Linked DNA regions of Mus musculus: regions 1 and 2 are each linked to region 3. The links are chromatin contacts, called in public Hi-C and HiChIP or PLAC-seq maps. All regions are on one chromosome and are shown on one strand. The core of a region is the stretch at or near the end of the contact, and the rest is flanking DNA. Distances in the headings are between cores, read along the strand shown. Region 1 overlaps Sh3d19 (SH3 domain protein D19). Region 2 has its middle 27 kb from the start of Fam160a1. Region 3 has its middle 15 kb from the start of Gm26204.

Region 1 (4,687 bases), core at 1,050-3,549, 130 kb before region 3:
CACAGAGACCATCTTATAAAAGTATGGATTAATTGCCAAGCAGCCAAGAGAATCTGTTGTCTTTCAGTGAACATCCTATAGGCTAGAAGACTTAAATCTGAGGTGACAATGGAAGAAAAGACGGAAAGTGGAAGAAAGACTACCTTGAAGGGTATAAAGGGACGGGACATACAGTAACTAGTCAGCAGAGCACTTGCCTGGCCTGCACAAGGGCCTGGGCTTAGTTCTCAGCAGTGCATAGACTGAGCTTGGTTGGTATGTGGGAGGTAGAGGGTTGAAGATCAGAGTCCAACATTATCCTTGGCTACAGGGCAAGTTCAAGGTCAAGTCAAGTCAAGTCTACAGACCTTGTCTTGAAGAAAAGATTGATTGCATTTTGTTATAAGAAATCCTACATGAAAAATATTTTAAACTGTTGCTGGTTTAAGAAAACAAAATAACAACGATGTCTACTGTTCACTGAGGCAAGCGTCTGCTGCCACTGCCCATACGGGAGGCAGGCAGGCAAGTGATGCATCTTCCTGTAGGAGAGGGAGGGCGACAGGAGGGGTCTGGTTTGCCTGTAAACACTTTAAAACTCCATTCTGCTCTGTTTTCCTAATGTATTCATGGCATCCAAATCCATTTCAGAGTAAAACCTACAGTCTGGGAGAGTTTTAAAGCCTGTATTAAAAACGCCAGAAACGCCTTTGTTTCTAAGTTGCAATATTGCTGCTGTTGCTTCTTTTAATGGAATCATATCATCATGTGAGGCTGAAACAACCTGAAACCTCCTTAAGCTCTAAAGAAATGATGAGTTTTATTATGAGCATGCAAAGTTTATCTCTAGACTTCTTACAAACAGAAAAACACACACACATGAGGTGCGGCATTGGAGGAAAACGAGCCTTCCCACTTTTGAACTCCTCTCATTGTTTCTGTCTCATCTTTAAGCTTGGACTCTGCCTGCATCTGCACACACGTGCCAGCAATCCCAAGTCTAATGACTTTCAAGCCTGGAATAAAGCTAATTTTAAAGCTCTGAGTCTTCTAGCTTAAACTTGATTAAAGACTTGATTAGCAAATCCTGCAGGTTAGAGGTCCACCAGCTACATGCGGAAGGTGTGGGATCATGGGAGAGCCTGGCTCAAGGTGCGTGCCTGTGCTTCTCTGCTGGGCCTGGTGAAAGAGTTCTCAGAGAAACAAGCAAAGCACTAGCTGCAAGCAGCCTCCCTCCATCACTGCATGGGGTCAGCCTTTGTGACAGTTATCACCACATTGCTCAAAACCACCTAAACAATACCCCTAACAGGCTGGAGAACCCACACGGGGTCATTCCCAGAGTGACTCCTAAGATCTGAGTCCAGAAAGTATCTGATAATGTTTAGTGTCTTTTCTCCAAGGGTGTGTGTGTGTGTGTGTGTGTGTGTGTGTAGTCATTCTGTGTGTGGATTGAGTGGCGGTGAGGGCTTATTTCCAAAGGAGTGTGTGTGTGTGTGTGTGTGTGTGTGTGTGTGTGTGTGTGTGTGTAGTCATTCTGTGTGTGGATTGAGTGGTGGTGAGGGCTTATTTCCAAAGGAATGTGTGTGTGTGTGTAGTCATTCTGTGTGTGGATTGAGTGGCGGTGAGGGCTTATTTCCAAAGGAATGCAATCAGTTTCCTACGAAGTGGCCTGATTATACAAAAATCAGAATAAATGCAGAAAACCAAATCTTGAACTTTTTTTCAAGTAGCCTAAGAAAACATCTTATCATCAAGTCAAAAACCACACAGTTCCTTACAACCCAGCACTTCTGGTCCAGATTAAGCAAAGCACAGCAGCCGTGTACTGCCCCAGGCTCTTTTTATTATGTAGAATCTTATCGTGATCAGGCACCTGTCTCAAAACGGCAGGACTCTTCAGGACCACAATCAATATTAACTGTGCGGCTATTTATGACAAAAATGGACAAACAGCAATATCAACATTTTCTGACTTAGAGAGACGCAGAGTCCTGTCCTTGAGAAGCATTAATGACATCAAAACTCATGTAAGTGGGCTTAGTGGGCTTCTCCCAAGGTCCAAAGAGACGATGATGGCCAATTTTATGTATCAGTGTGGCTGGCTACAGTCTTCAGTGTTCAAATACAAATTTACATGTTCCTCTGAAGGCATTATATAGATAGGTTAAAAGCTGTTAATACTGGGAGGTTAGCTGTAAACAAGTCCAGATGGGCCTGGTTCACTCAACTGGAATGCCTCAAAGGGAGAGTAAGGCTTCTGGGGCGGAGAACTCTACTCAGGGGCAGCACCCTTGTAGCTGCGTCAGTCTGTATGGGAGAGTGCCAACTTGCTTCCCTCGAGGCCTGCCCTTTGGCTCTTCACTTGCTTAGTCAGCTCCTACAATACTCTGAGAGAGTCTCTGCAGTCTCTTCTCCCTTTTTGTAAAAGCTCTATTATGTTATTAATTCTGTACATGTGTGTGTGTGTGTGCATGTGCATATGTGCACTCCAGTGCTCTCGGAGGCCAGAGGCATTGATTCTGGAGTCATAGGTGCCCGTGTATCATCCAAGGTGGGTACCAGCAATTGAATTCTGGTCTTCTGCAAGAGCAGTATTCACTCTGAACTGATAAGTCATCTCTTTCCCTTCCCAATATAGCTATTAATACAGATACATATATTACTGGGCCTGTTTTGCTGACAAATATAGCAACTAGGGAAGTACCACAAACTTAAGAGGTAGACACTACACTTAGCCCTGTTTGCAGCAGAACCTGAAGTAAAGAAAGACCAAACTTGCCCAGGAAACCCAGCTCCTAAACAATGTGGCCAGGATTTGAATTCAGGCAGCCTGAACAGTGGCTCCATTCTACAGTCCCTTGGAGAACGGTTCTACCATTAAGGGGGCGCTACACAGTTGCAACAGGGCTTTAAAAGCTCATTTCAGAACAACCTAAAAAGTTTCCTTAACTTGAACACACATGGGTCCTATTTCAGATACAGGCCGGAAAGTATTGATTAGGAGTCTGAATTAAAATTTACAGGAACGGATAACAGAGGTGGGTGTGAGCGTGCTTCTAATAAATGTGAGTTATACTGAGATAGAATGTGTGTGTTTGGGAGATGAGAGATGAGAAAGACTGAATCCATAGCCTTACAAAATGATATGTAAGTACTCAGCCACTGAGCTACACCCTCACAAAAACCAATATTCTTGTTATTTTCTTCTGCTACACCCATAAATAATGCAGGGCAAAGGAACAGCTATTTATTTATTTATTTATTTATTTATTTATTTATTTATACAGTGAGAATGCAAACTTTTGGGAAACCCGCTGGGCAGCACAGATGCTCTTTGACTGTAATAGGTCATATCCAGTAAATCTATTGTAAATTGAATGGTCATAAGATGAAATGCTTTTTAAACCATCTAAGCGGGCTGAAGGGGAAACACTTGGAATAAAAGTGTGCAGATCCAAGTTTAATCCCGGGCTCCTGTGGGGAGGTGGGAGGCAGAGACAGGAGAGTCCCCAGGAGTTCCCAGCTATCTTCTGATCTCTACATGCTCACACACTTGCACACAAATATAAATGCATACGTGTGTGTGTGTGAACGTGTGCACACAAACACCCCCCTCTTCTAACCTGTTAAATATTACTGCTTAGCCTTATCTGAAAAGTTTAAGTCAACTCATTATATCAATACACACGGAGTCCTAAACGGCTCATTTGTACTTTTTGCTCTGTTAATTTCACTATGAGGAATTTATTATAAGAGATTATCAGAGGTGGACGACAAAGTGCAAATAAAAGACTGTTGGGAGGTGGAGAGATGGCTCAGCGGTTAAGAGCACTGACTGCTCTTCCAGAGGTCCTGAGTTCAATTCCCAGCAACCACATGGTGGCTCACAAAAAACGGTAATAGGATCTGATGCCCTCTTCCAGTGTGTCTGAAGACAGCTACAGTGTATTCATACACATAAAATAAATAAGTAAATCTAAAAAGAATTTACAGGCCTGTTCACAGCACTGTTTATTAACAGAAAGAAGCTAGGCGTGCTCAGGAGGGCTGAGGCTGGAGCACTGAGTTTGAGGCTGCGCGGTGAGACCCTATGGAAGGAAGAAAGGACAACGAGGGAGAGAGTGGGAGTAGCTGAACAGCAGCTAACAGGAGGGTCAACCTTGGGTAAACTACACCTGCAAGATGGAATACTACCAAGGAGTATGCTGTGGGGAAATGCTTACAGGCTACTGCTTTGTGAAGAACCATGTTAACAGATAATATAACGAGCATTCACAGTACACTAACATTAGCTACTATTGAACTGTTACTGATAAGCCTTTTTCTTGATTTTTTGTAGGCTTTCTACAGCATTTTTTATTTTTATAAAAAATTTTAACCATAATCTTAAGAATATGTATTTGAAGTGGGAAAAAAAATCATGAACTAATGAAATAAAAGCAACAGTTTTAAAATAGCATACTTATGAACCTCTTTCCATATTAAAGTCATAATCTATTTGAAAAGATAGAATCATAAAAATTACATTAAAATGTAATAATGATTAACTATGGGTAGGTATGATTAGATGATTTTGCTTCCTTTTATATACTTGTCTTTTAAAAAATCCCCATCATGAACATATTCTACCTCATAATTAGAATAAACACATGTAATTCCACTTTTTTTTTTTTTTTAAAGAGCCAAGGTGTTAAAGATGGAGCCC
Region 2 (4,898 bases), core at 627-3,126, 150 kb after region 3:
CCTTTTGGACACAGTCTCATGTAGTTTAGTCTGATGTTACACTCACTGTGTTGCTGAGGATGAGACCTGCCCACTCAACAACAACAACTACTACTACTTCTTCTTCCAAAAAAAAAATAAATAAATAAATAAAATATTTATTTATTATTATATCTACACTGTAGCTGTTTTCAGATGCACCAGAAGAGGGTATTAGATCTCATTACGGATGGTTGTGAGCCACCATGTGGTTGCTGGGGTTTGAACTCAGGTCCTTCTAAAGAGCAGTCAGTGCTCTTACCTGGCAAGCCAGCTCACCAGCCCCCCACTTATCTTTTAAGTGCTGGGATTTCAGGCTTACGCTACCACCTGGCTCAGGGGCTGCTGGGGGCTGATTTAAGGCTGTGCCTATAAGGCCAGCACTCTATCCACTGAGGCACATCTTCAGCCCTTCATGGAGCGTCTTAAATATGTCATTCACTCACAGTAGATGGTTTGCAGCCTCCCCAGCATACACCAGGTGGTCCTTTCGGCAGCCCTCCGTGGGAAGTATCTTTATTTAGCCTTTTTCAACCGAAGGAATCGTCTAGTCTTCCCTGCCCATCCGGTGAGGGTTAACAAAGAATTTCAGTGAATGCTTCTCTGCTCCCTGTGGCCTCTTTCCCAGGTGGGCAGAGGCTTCCCACCCACTTTATCTCAGGTCACAGAGAACAGAGAAAACATCCTGTGACCTGGATAGTAGGAAGCTTATTGTAAGATCCTAGGCAAAGACAGCAGCAGGCTCTAGAAAGGACAAAGGCTGAGGGGAACTGGACACCCAGGGGCTAGGATCAGAGGCTGTTGGATCCCAACAAGTTAGTTCTCCAGCTGCAGTTGTCATCCCTCCTCGTACCCAGCTACGCTCCGAACTGCTGGCTGCCTCACCCTTATCTGCTTTACTGCTTGCTACCAGGTCACTTGACCGCTTAGATTTGAACTAGGAATGTTGATGACGAAGCCAGTGGATCACCATCTCTGAGATTCAAGCATACTGCAGACTGGTGACCAGCTTAGAGTGCTTTGATCATGTTCCCACCCTGACTTTCTCTGGTTCTGTTCCATTTGGCTAGCAGGTTGAGATCATGTATTGCTCTAGTGCAGAAAATCATTGTTTAAGGCTGACCCCAAGCAGTGGCTAGAAATCTGACTAGTGCCCAGAAAATGGGGCCATGGCAGGACATTGTATGGCCCCAGTGAAGAGAGTACTATTATGCCCACAAGGTGCCAGTAAGGTAGAGCTTGTTATCTCCATTTTGAAACAGCAGAAATTGGGGCCACAAAAGGTTAAGTACTTTGCCTAAAGCTACAGTCTTTGTAGGGAGCAGAGCTGGGATTTAAGGCCAGATTTATTTGGCTTCACTAGATTATAATGTGTTTTTAAACACTGGCAGATCAGGGCTGGGTTGTAGCATCATGATAGCACTGGACTTTGCAGCTCTTGGAGAGATGGGCCCTATGATCTTGGGGCTCTTGTTGGTGGCTGACTCCTGGGGTGGTGTTTCATTTTCTCATCTCCAGAAAAAACTCTTCTCACAAAGATCTCACATTTTCTGTTGTTGAGAAGAAATGGTTAAATCTCAGTGCTTTTGGAGTGAATATGTCCTCACAATATCACAACATAATTGGGGTCGGGAGGGGAGCTCTCCCCCTGGTAAGTCGCCATCTGCGGCAGGTGTTCTGGTGGCCTGCAGTCATCTGCCAGACTCTTCGTGCTTAGGGTTCTACTGTGCTTTCCAGAACACCATGCCTGGAGGCCAGGACAGCACTTTGGGCTTTGATGCAGAGCAGGCATGCAGTACTTGTTTGAATAACTAGATAGATAAGTGCACCCTGTAGTTCCCCCAAGAGCAGCCTTGGTGAGTCACCCTTTCCTCACGCCTCAGTCTCGCCTGCTGTTCTCCTTGTTCAGGGGTCACAGCCCTGTGTGAGAAAGTACTCTTTATCTCTGCCTATTTGGACTCACTCATGGGGGGCGGCATTCATCTTGTGTGATTTCTGCTGTTAATTCTGCACATCACCATCTGGGGAGGTGCCTGCAACAGACAGTCTCTCCTCCTTCTTGCTCCTGCTGTCTTTTAACCAGGGCTCGTTGGTGGCACAGAGCTGATTAGGGGTTTGGGAGCCTGATGGACCAGGGGTCAGTCCTTCACCCTGTTGATTTTGAGCTGGGTAACTTTGTAAATTACCATCTCAGAGCATAAAGTAGTGTTAAAAAAAAAAAAAGCACTTAGTGTAATGTGTGACTCAAGAAAGCTCCGATGTTGCCAATATTACTACAATAACCATCATGGCAACTGCTGCACTTCTTTCCCTGGCCTGTTGCTACTCCTTATTCCTAAAGGGGGCGCTCTTAACTTTGATCTGCAGTAGTATAGTCTTGGACTGCAGCGTTAATCCATGGACTTTTTGTTTATATTCTGTTGTCACCCTAGGATTTGAAGCATTTCAAGTGTTATAAAGCAAATTTTGTATGAAGATAATTATCATGCTTCTAATGTAGAGGGGAGCTGAGGTGCTTTAATTAATGATGTGCCAGATACCCTTTCAAATAGGGTGAAGTATAATTTTTAAGGCCTTCATCTACTTGGCCATAATTAGGGACATTTGGAATGCTCCAGCATAATGTCTGCTGATCTGCACACTTTCATTAAGCAATCAGGACGGAGTGACCCAGTGGCCAGACTTGCATGGGATCAGGTCCCATCTCTTGAGGTGGAAGAGCCTGCTATGCTTTTCTCACAGGCCTGCTTTTTCATAGCCTTTACCCGTGTTCCTTGTCCACCTGTAATAATGTTGTGTGCTTTTTTTCCCCCGTTGAGGCTCTGATTGTTTTTTATAGAATCCCAACGTTGCATCTATCTTTTTGCATTCTGAACCAACTTGACTGTATCTGTTAGAAAACAACCCTGTGCTGAATACATTAGTGCACGCCTGGGTTCCCTGCCCTAGAGACTGGAATAGGAGAATTGTGAGTTTGACACCAGCCTGGGCTATACATTGAGACCATGTCTAAAACAAATTAAAGTTTTTATATGATATATAAGTTTTCCTATTGTAACAAGTCATAGTCTAAGGGAGAAGCTCAGTCTATGGCTTGGTGCTCTTCACATTTGGAGTAGATCTCCTCTCCTCTGTCAGACCTTGCTGGAAACACACACACACACACACACACACACACACACACACACAGAGGTGGTGTGTCCATGGTGATAACCATCACAATCGGCATTGATTATTTTATAGATGTTAGAGGTAACTAGTTACTGAAATCAAAAAGTGAAGTTAGAGCCATGGAACCTAGAAGAAAAGGAATAGAGTTAAAAATGTGAGAGCTGGGATCACCGTTGGTATCCTGTCTAACCTCCACTTTAGACTGAGCTCAGTAAGAACAGGGGCAATGTATGGCTTCTTCAGTATTGGATTCCTTGGTGGGCAATTGGAGGCCCACTGATCTATAAATAGATTTCTTTAGTAACTACAGAGATGGAACCTGGATTTCCCAGGCCTGGTAAGAGATGTATTAAGAAGGAAGTATGGTAACGAAAGCATGAATTTTGCTTGCTGTTAATTCATATGGAAGAAACAAACTGTGTAGACACTTGGCATCACAGAAATCCATGCCATGCGATTGCTTTCAGAAAGAGGCCTTTCAGGGCTGAGAGGGCTCTGTGAGTGCTAGCATTGCAAAGCCCGACGGTCAGCTTCTACCTTTGGGAGCCTCATAAAATAGGACGGAGAGCACGAACACTACAGAACTGTCTGTGATGTCAATTGGCACCATGGCAGGCCAAAGCTCCACCCAATAATAAATATACCAAATATTCCTTTTTAATGCCTGCCTATTTTACAGTTCTCCCCTGTTGGATTTCGCTGTTTTTTTCTTGGTTTTGACATTTAACTGCTTAAACCAGGGCAGCTTTTCAAGTTCAGAATCTTCATTAATTTTTCCTTTTCTACCTGAGGTTTATAATTCCTGTCCTGAATCCCAGTAATTTTAAAGGTCCTTTTTCCTTGCTGTTAGTCTAAGATTATGCAATTTTGAGTTCATTACCATCATCAGATCCTTTATATGTCATGTGAATTGAAAGGTGTATCTCAGATGTTTTCTGTTCATCAATTTTGATCTCCTTCCTTTCCCTCATCTCCTGTCTTTTCAGTGGAGGCCAGGAGAGCAGGTTCTTTCTAATGAGGAGAGGGGTACCCTCAACCATAGCAACTGGCTCATGACTGCTGAAAATGGTGGGAAGAAAGAGCAGGGGCCACTTGCTAAAGCACTGGACCATTTATATGAGAGCGCCAGCTTTGGGTCTGTGAAGGGATCTACAGGATGCATTGCCTTTAACTCACTGGAACACATATCATAACTTCCAATTACATGGGTGTCTAGAAAAATTAGTTTTGAAAACCTTTATAGTATTCCTGCAGACCTATTTACCAATCTACCATAATTATTTATTGACCACATGCCATGTGACCAGGCCTGGCCAGCCCCTGCTCAGATAGAATAGTAAAATTTGGCCTAGGGTTTCCTGCCTGTCATTCTGTTTGTGATTTAGGTTATTAGAGAAAGCCCATTTATGCTGAAATCAAGACAGATCGCTTATGGGGGTTCTGCGTGGAAATCCATCTGTTTCTGCTGTCACTTTAGAGACCATACCACACGTGTACCTTCAGCCTGGGATTATGCACAATCAACAGTGATGAACGTATGAACACTTTTAATTAGTCTTCATGCCCTCTGTCTAATGCAATCAGAAGCCCTGTACTGGAGTAGAGATTTATAATCAATCGTTCATCATCTTCTGAGTTAGAGGTAAACCCATTCGCTGTTAGCCTGCAACTTAAAATATCTGCTTTCCATAACCAGACAGACATCTACA
Region 3 (4,584 bases), core at 627-3,126:
TACATTGTCTTTGTGTAACCATTGAAACTAACGATAGGTAACTTTCCAGGAACTTGGTGACAGAAAATGAGAGATGATGATGATGGTGATGATGGATGGTGACGATGACATGACAATGATGACGACAATGATGAGGAATACCCTTTGGAAAAGCCAACACTTAACTAGCATGAAATGATTTCATGTTAGTTTTTCCTGTTGCCTTCAAAAACTCTGTGAAATATTGTATCTCCATTTTATGTATGTGGACAGTTTATAAGATCCATGCTAAAAATAGATACATTGAACAAGGCTGAAGCATTCCAAATATATGGGATTTGTGATTCATTAGCTTGAGCTCTGCCTAGAACGATGAAGGAAATTTTTATCATGGAACAAAAACAAACATCAGGATATATCAATGCCTTCCTGTGTGTGGACATAGCTAGAAAGCATATACATTTGTCAGAAATTTTTATGTTGTAAATGACAAAGCTCGAATAAAAATCACTTAGAAAAAACAATAAAAGGGAGGATAGGCTGGCTCAGGAGTGGAAAGGGCTGAGGGTAGATGGTTAGCCTTAAGGTTCAGCTATGACTGAGTCCAAGGGCAAGTTTAGCTCCATGAAAGTAAAGTCATATCTTGGATGCACGGTGCAGGACAGGAGTGGCCAGGGTTGTCCTGAGCCAGGGTAGGAAGCTCACATACCTCAAGTGACAGACTTGGGTAGGGAGCCAGCAGTTTCCATGGGAACATCAGTTGCTTTTAGAAGAAAGAATGGTTGGTAGACATCAAGCCTAGCAGATCTCTACAACCAGTCCTGCCTTCAAGGCGTGCTCCCCCTGCCTCAGAAATTCTTACTCTTAGAACTATGTCTTTATGACTTGAGCCTCAGGAGTTCTCTTCAGTACTGTAGATATTCTGAGGCAAAGGTTTGCAATGCCGGTGGTATATTAGAGTCACGTGGGTAGCCAAAAACTCTTTTGGGAATGTGGGTGTCTGAGCTCACCATCTTAAGCTCATCAATGGGCTGGCGGTACAGCATCAGTTGTAGACCGCTTTCTTAGCTTTCCTGAGGCCATGGGTCCATATGCAGTACTGAAAAAGGAAGCAAGCAAACAAAACCATCCACACTCCAAACTTTGACCCTACTGGAAGAGTTTGAAAGGAGCAGTACTTTGTGCACAGTTGAGAGCCTATCTCTCGGACCTTCCTTCTCCTCCCTTGCTCTTTCTTCTTGATGTCAGTGTCTGTGGCCATTTAGTAGTTGCCTCAGGAACACTGACAGAGCTAAGTATAACGGAACTGCATGAAGAGAATGTATTGTATCATACACCACCTTGTTCCGGGTTTCTGCACACTAGATTTCTACTGTGTCACTTTGGGACTTACTGTCTCCAAGATATGAGAAAGGATGGGTAACGTGAGGAACCTTTCCAGCCCTGTAGGGGAGGAGATCGGATTGTGGGGCAGGACTGTTTACAGTCCATGTAGCATGTGGAAGACAACCAAACCCACTGGAATCCAAAGAATGCCGAGCCTTAGGAGTTCTTGCTAGCATGTGGAAAGTCCCACAGAGAAGAATAATCTCCACTTGTTTGAGGGCTTCCTTCAATATGACTAAAGGACGGTGTGGGGGAGAGGGCGGGCGCTACAGCTGGGTAGGTTTTTGTTTGTTTTAGTTAAATGCTCAAGGCACTAAAGTAGTGTTTATTACAAGGGAAATATCACACAGACTATCAGTTTGGGCTTGTAAATTTCCAATTTGAGAGTTGAAGGAAAATGGTCACAGTTTTAAATTGGATTTAAAAAATCGGTCAGGAAAGGAATCTAAGCAGCTTTGCTGAGGCCTCCGTGCTGCAGTACCACCCATGGCCACAGGGATGCAGTGCAGCTCAGCAGACAGTAGGAACCCTGGAGAGGCGGGTTCCAGGGAATCCTCGCTAGGGCAGTAAAAACCGACCTCCTGGAACCAGGGGGAAGACATTCTTTATCCCTGCCATCCATGTCGCCCCTCAGTTCTAAGCTCTGTGGTTTATTAAACGACAGTTACTACAGGCTTATTGCACGTTCCCTTACTCCAGTGCGCAGTGGTCTTGCCTTGGGAAAAATTTCGAAGTAATAGAAATATCTAATGATGAAGGGCTGGTAAAATGACTTGCTAAATGTTCATACAAAAGAAAACAGTGCAGCTATGTAACTGTGTTCCAGACATTATTTTAAAGGCAGGGAAAATGATAAACGAGAATAAATTTTGTAAATAAATAAATAGCCCGTTATGGTGACAAATTTGTAACCCCCTGTACTCAGGGGGCTAAGTAGGGCAGGGGGATTACAAGTTAGAGACTAGCTTGTGTCTCACAATGGGACTTTATCTAAAAAAGAAAAAAAGAAGTGTGTGTGTGTGCCTGGGAATTGAGGAGGTGGCTTAGCTAGTAAAGTGCTTGCCGCTAAGCACGAGGACCTGAATTTGGAAAGCAGGGCGCTGTAACCCTAGAGCTGCAGAGGCAGACGGGAGGATCCCTGGGGTCTGCTGGTCAGCTCGCTCTAGGTTCAGCAAGACCCTGGCTCAGAAGCTAAGGTGTCAGGTAGTTAAGGTAAGTCACTCCCATGTAAACCTCCATTTCATGAATGCCCGAAAAATAGGCATATGTGTGCCCACAAATACCCACCCCCGCAGTCAAACAACGACAATAACAAAAGCAAAGTCCAGATACCCAAACGATTTGAGATTCTAGTGTTCTTAAAGTGTTTAAGAGGCACATACACATAATAAAATCTCTAATTGGTAGACTTATTGTTGAAGTCTAATTTTCCTCTTATGTTTTATAATTTTATAAAATAAGAAACAAAAGCACTTTTATAGTTAGGAGAAAATTATTGAGGAAAATAACGGAACAGATGGATATCCAGTCTTGCACGTGAAGAAGAGGACAGATCCTAGCTAGCTGAGGCTGGAGATGCTTGCTGTATTGGCCCACGTTTGCTGACTGATAGGCTGGCTCGCCCTTAATGTTAGCCAGGGATGGAGAAGCCGACTCAAAAGGCCTTGGAAAGAGCATTTCAACAAATCACTAATTAGTCGTAATTATATGTGATTATTGACTTTCTTATGGATTTAAAATTTCCCTGTAGTAAGCACACACAGTTTATTTAAAATACTTACAAATAGAAGTATATATGCAAATATTGGCTATTGAATTGTCACTTATATTTTCCTTTAGTTTAGTCTTTGCACTTATTTTCTTAGCATTGACTTTATGAAGCTATCAAGTGAGCCATCTTGCAGTGCCCTGCTCTCTAAATTTGCCTGACTATTTCTCGAGGTGCCCTTGAATACACCAGATGTATTTCCTGGAAACAGGAAATTAAGCCATAGGCAGGAAGAGATTCAGGTCACATTTTTTTTTTTTTTTTTTTTTTTTGGGCAGGCGTATGTGCTGGGAAATGCTGTGTACGTCATAATTTATGCTATTGGGAGTCATAGCAGGTTGTCCCAGTTCAGGGTCAGTCCGTGGTCACTTGGCCTCATGCCATTGGACAGAACATGCTCACAGGAGACTATGCTAGGAGAGGCTCTTCACCACCTGGTGGATAGTAAGCAGAAAGACAAACAGACACATTACTTTTGTTGTTGTTGTTTGTTTGTTTTTAGCAACAAGGTTTTTCTGTGTAGCCTTAGAAAGTCTCTTTGTTATTTTTGAGATTATAATATAATTACATCATTTCCCCCTTCTCTTTTCTTCCCTCCACCTCCCCAAATGCCCCTCCTTGCTCTTTTTTCATTAATTGTTGTCACGTGCATATTCATCTATATTCCTAAATACAACCCTCTCAGTCTGTATAATGTGACTTATATGCATGTGTTTTCAGGGCTGGGCATTTGGTGTTGGACAACTAATTGGTGTGCTCTTCCTTCCTGGGGCAGACCCTATCTCCCACTCTCAGCCTCCCTTAGATGCCTGCAGCTCTGTGTAGGGTTGAGGCCTCGTGGGCTTTTCCCTGTCCACTCTGGCCTGCCTGCTGTCTTTGTTCAGCTAACATTTACGCAGCTGGTGGGATTTGATGGGTGTAGATTCTGACATGAGAGACACAGTCTCACAGCAAAGTTCCTGCTCCTGTGGCCCTCGTAGTCTCCCCCATGACTAACATCTCAAATGAGAACTGGTACCAGGTGGTGGTATGCTTGGTCGGTTGGTGAACCAATGTTGATGGATTATTATTACAGTTCCAGCTCACTCAGGGCTCAGTCTTTGTGTGGTATGTTCTATGAGCGCTGACAAAGGATACAACAATCACATGTATGTACCCTTGTATTATCTTACTAACAAATGGCCAGACAGGTTTGATTTATCTAACAATCTGTAGTATTGATTTTTGTATATTGATCTTACATCCTAAAACCCTGCTAATTCTACTTGCTAATTGGAGAGGCTTTCTTACAGATTCCACTCCATTTTCTATGTACAGGAGCACTCTCTGCTGTAAGAACAGTTTTACTCTTTGTTCTGAATCCTCAAACACATTATTTCTTTCCGTCTTTCTATTTTTTTTTCTGAGACAGAGTTTCTCTGTATAGCCCTGGCTGTCCTGGAACTCACTTT

The links. Hi-C and Micro-C count contacts between places; a contact is called where the count stands out from the background. HiChIP or PLAC-seq counts read pairs in DNA pulled down with a chosen protein or histone mark.
Region 1: a contact with region 3 is called in a Hi-C map of adipose-derived mesenchymal stem cells, with 2.3 times the contacts expected there. The contact joins two enhancer-like sites. A contact is called at or near these places in 14 of 484 Hi-C or Micro-C datasets (the HL-1 cell line, adipose-derived mesenchymal stem cells, embryonic fibroblasts and 5 more), 1 of 115 datasets of contacts at active chromatin or transcription factors (embryonic stem cells) and 1 of 9 other capture datasets (adipose tissue).
Region 2: a contact with region 3 is called in a FOXA1 HiChIP or PLAC-seq map of pancreatic cancer cells. The contact joins two enhancer-like sites. A contact is called at or near these places in 2 of 39 promoter capture datasets (the 3T3-L1 cell line and hippocampal neurons), 1 of 15 datasets of contacts at CTCF or cohesin (the NIH/3T3 cell line), 16 of 484 Hi-C or Micro-C datasets (the AtT-20 cell line, the C2C12 cell line, the HL-1 cell line and 10 more) and 1 of 115 datasets of contacts at active chromatin or transcription factors (pancreatic cancer cells).

What each region holds. Positions count from the first base shown.
Region 1 is chr3:86,054,478-86,059,164 of GRCm38.p6, reverse strand. The region is part of intron 2 of Sh3d19 (SH3 domain protein D19); the gene reads right to left. Among named protein-coding and RNA genes, the nearest start is that of Gm25188, 44 kb to the left of the region's middle. Within about 2 kb of position 2,299, at least 57 of the 459 cell types and tissues checked have an H3K27ac peak or open chromatin away from gene starts, as enhancers often do. A contact at or near this core is called in adipose-derived mesenchymal stem cells, where this site is marked.
Region 2 is chr3:85,771,074-85,775,971 of GRCm38.p6, reverse strand. It overlaps a transcript of Fam160a1 not described here. Among named protein-coding and RNA genes, the nearest start is that of Fam160a1, 27 kb to the right of the region's middle. Within about 2 kb of position 1,876, at least 18 of the 459 cell types and tissues checked have an H3K27ac peak or open chromatin away from gene starts, as enhancers often do. A contact at or near this core is called in pancreatic cancer cells, where this site is marked.
Region 3 is chr3:85,921,458-85,926,041 of GRCm38.p6, reverse strand. No RefSeq gene overlaps it. Among named protein-coding and RNA genes, the nearest start is that of Gm26204, 15 kb to the right of the region's middle. Within about 2 kb of position 1,876, at least 76 of the 459 cell types and tissues checked have an H3K27ac peak or open chromatin away from gene starts, as enhancers often do. A contact at or near this core is called in adipose-derived mesenchymal stem cells and pancreatic cancer cells, where this site is marked.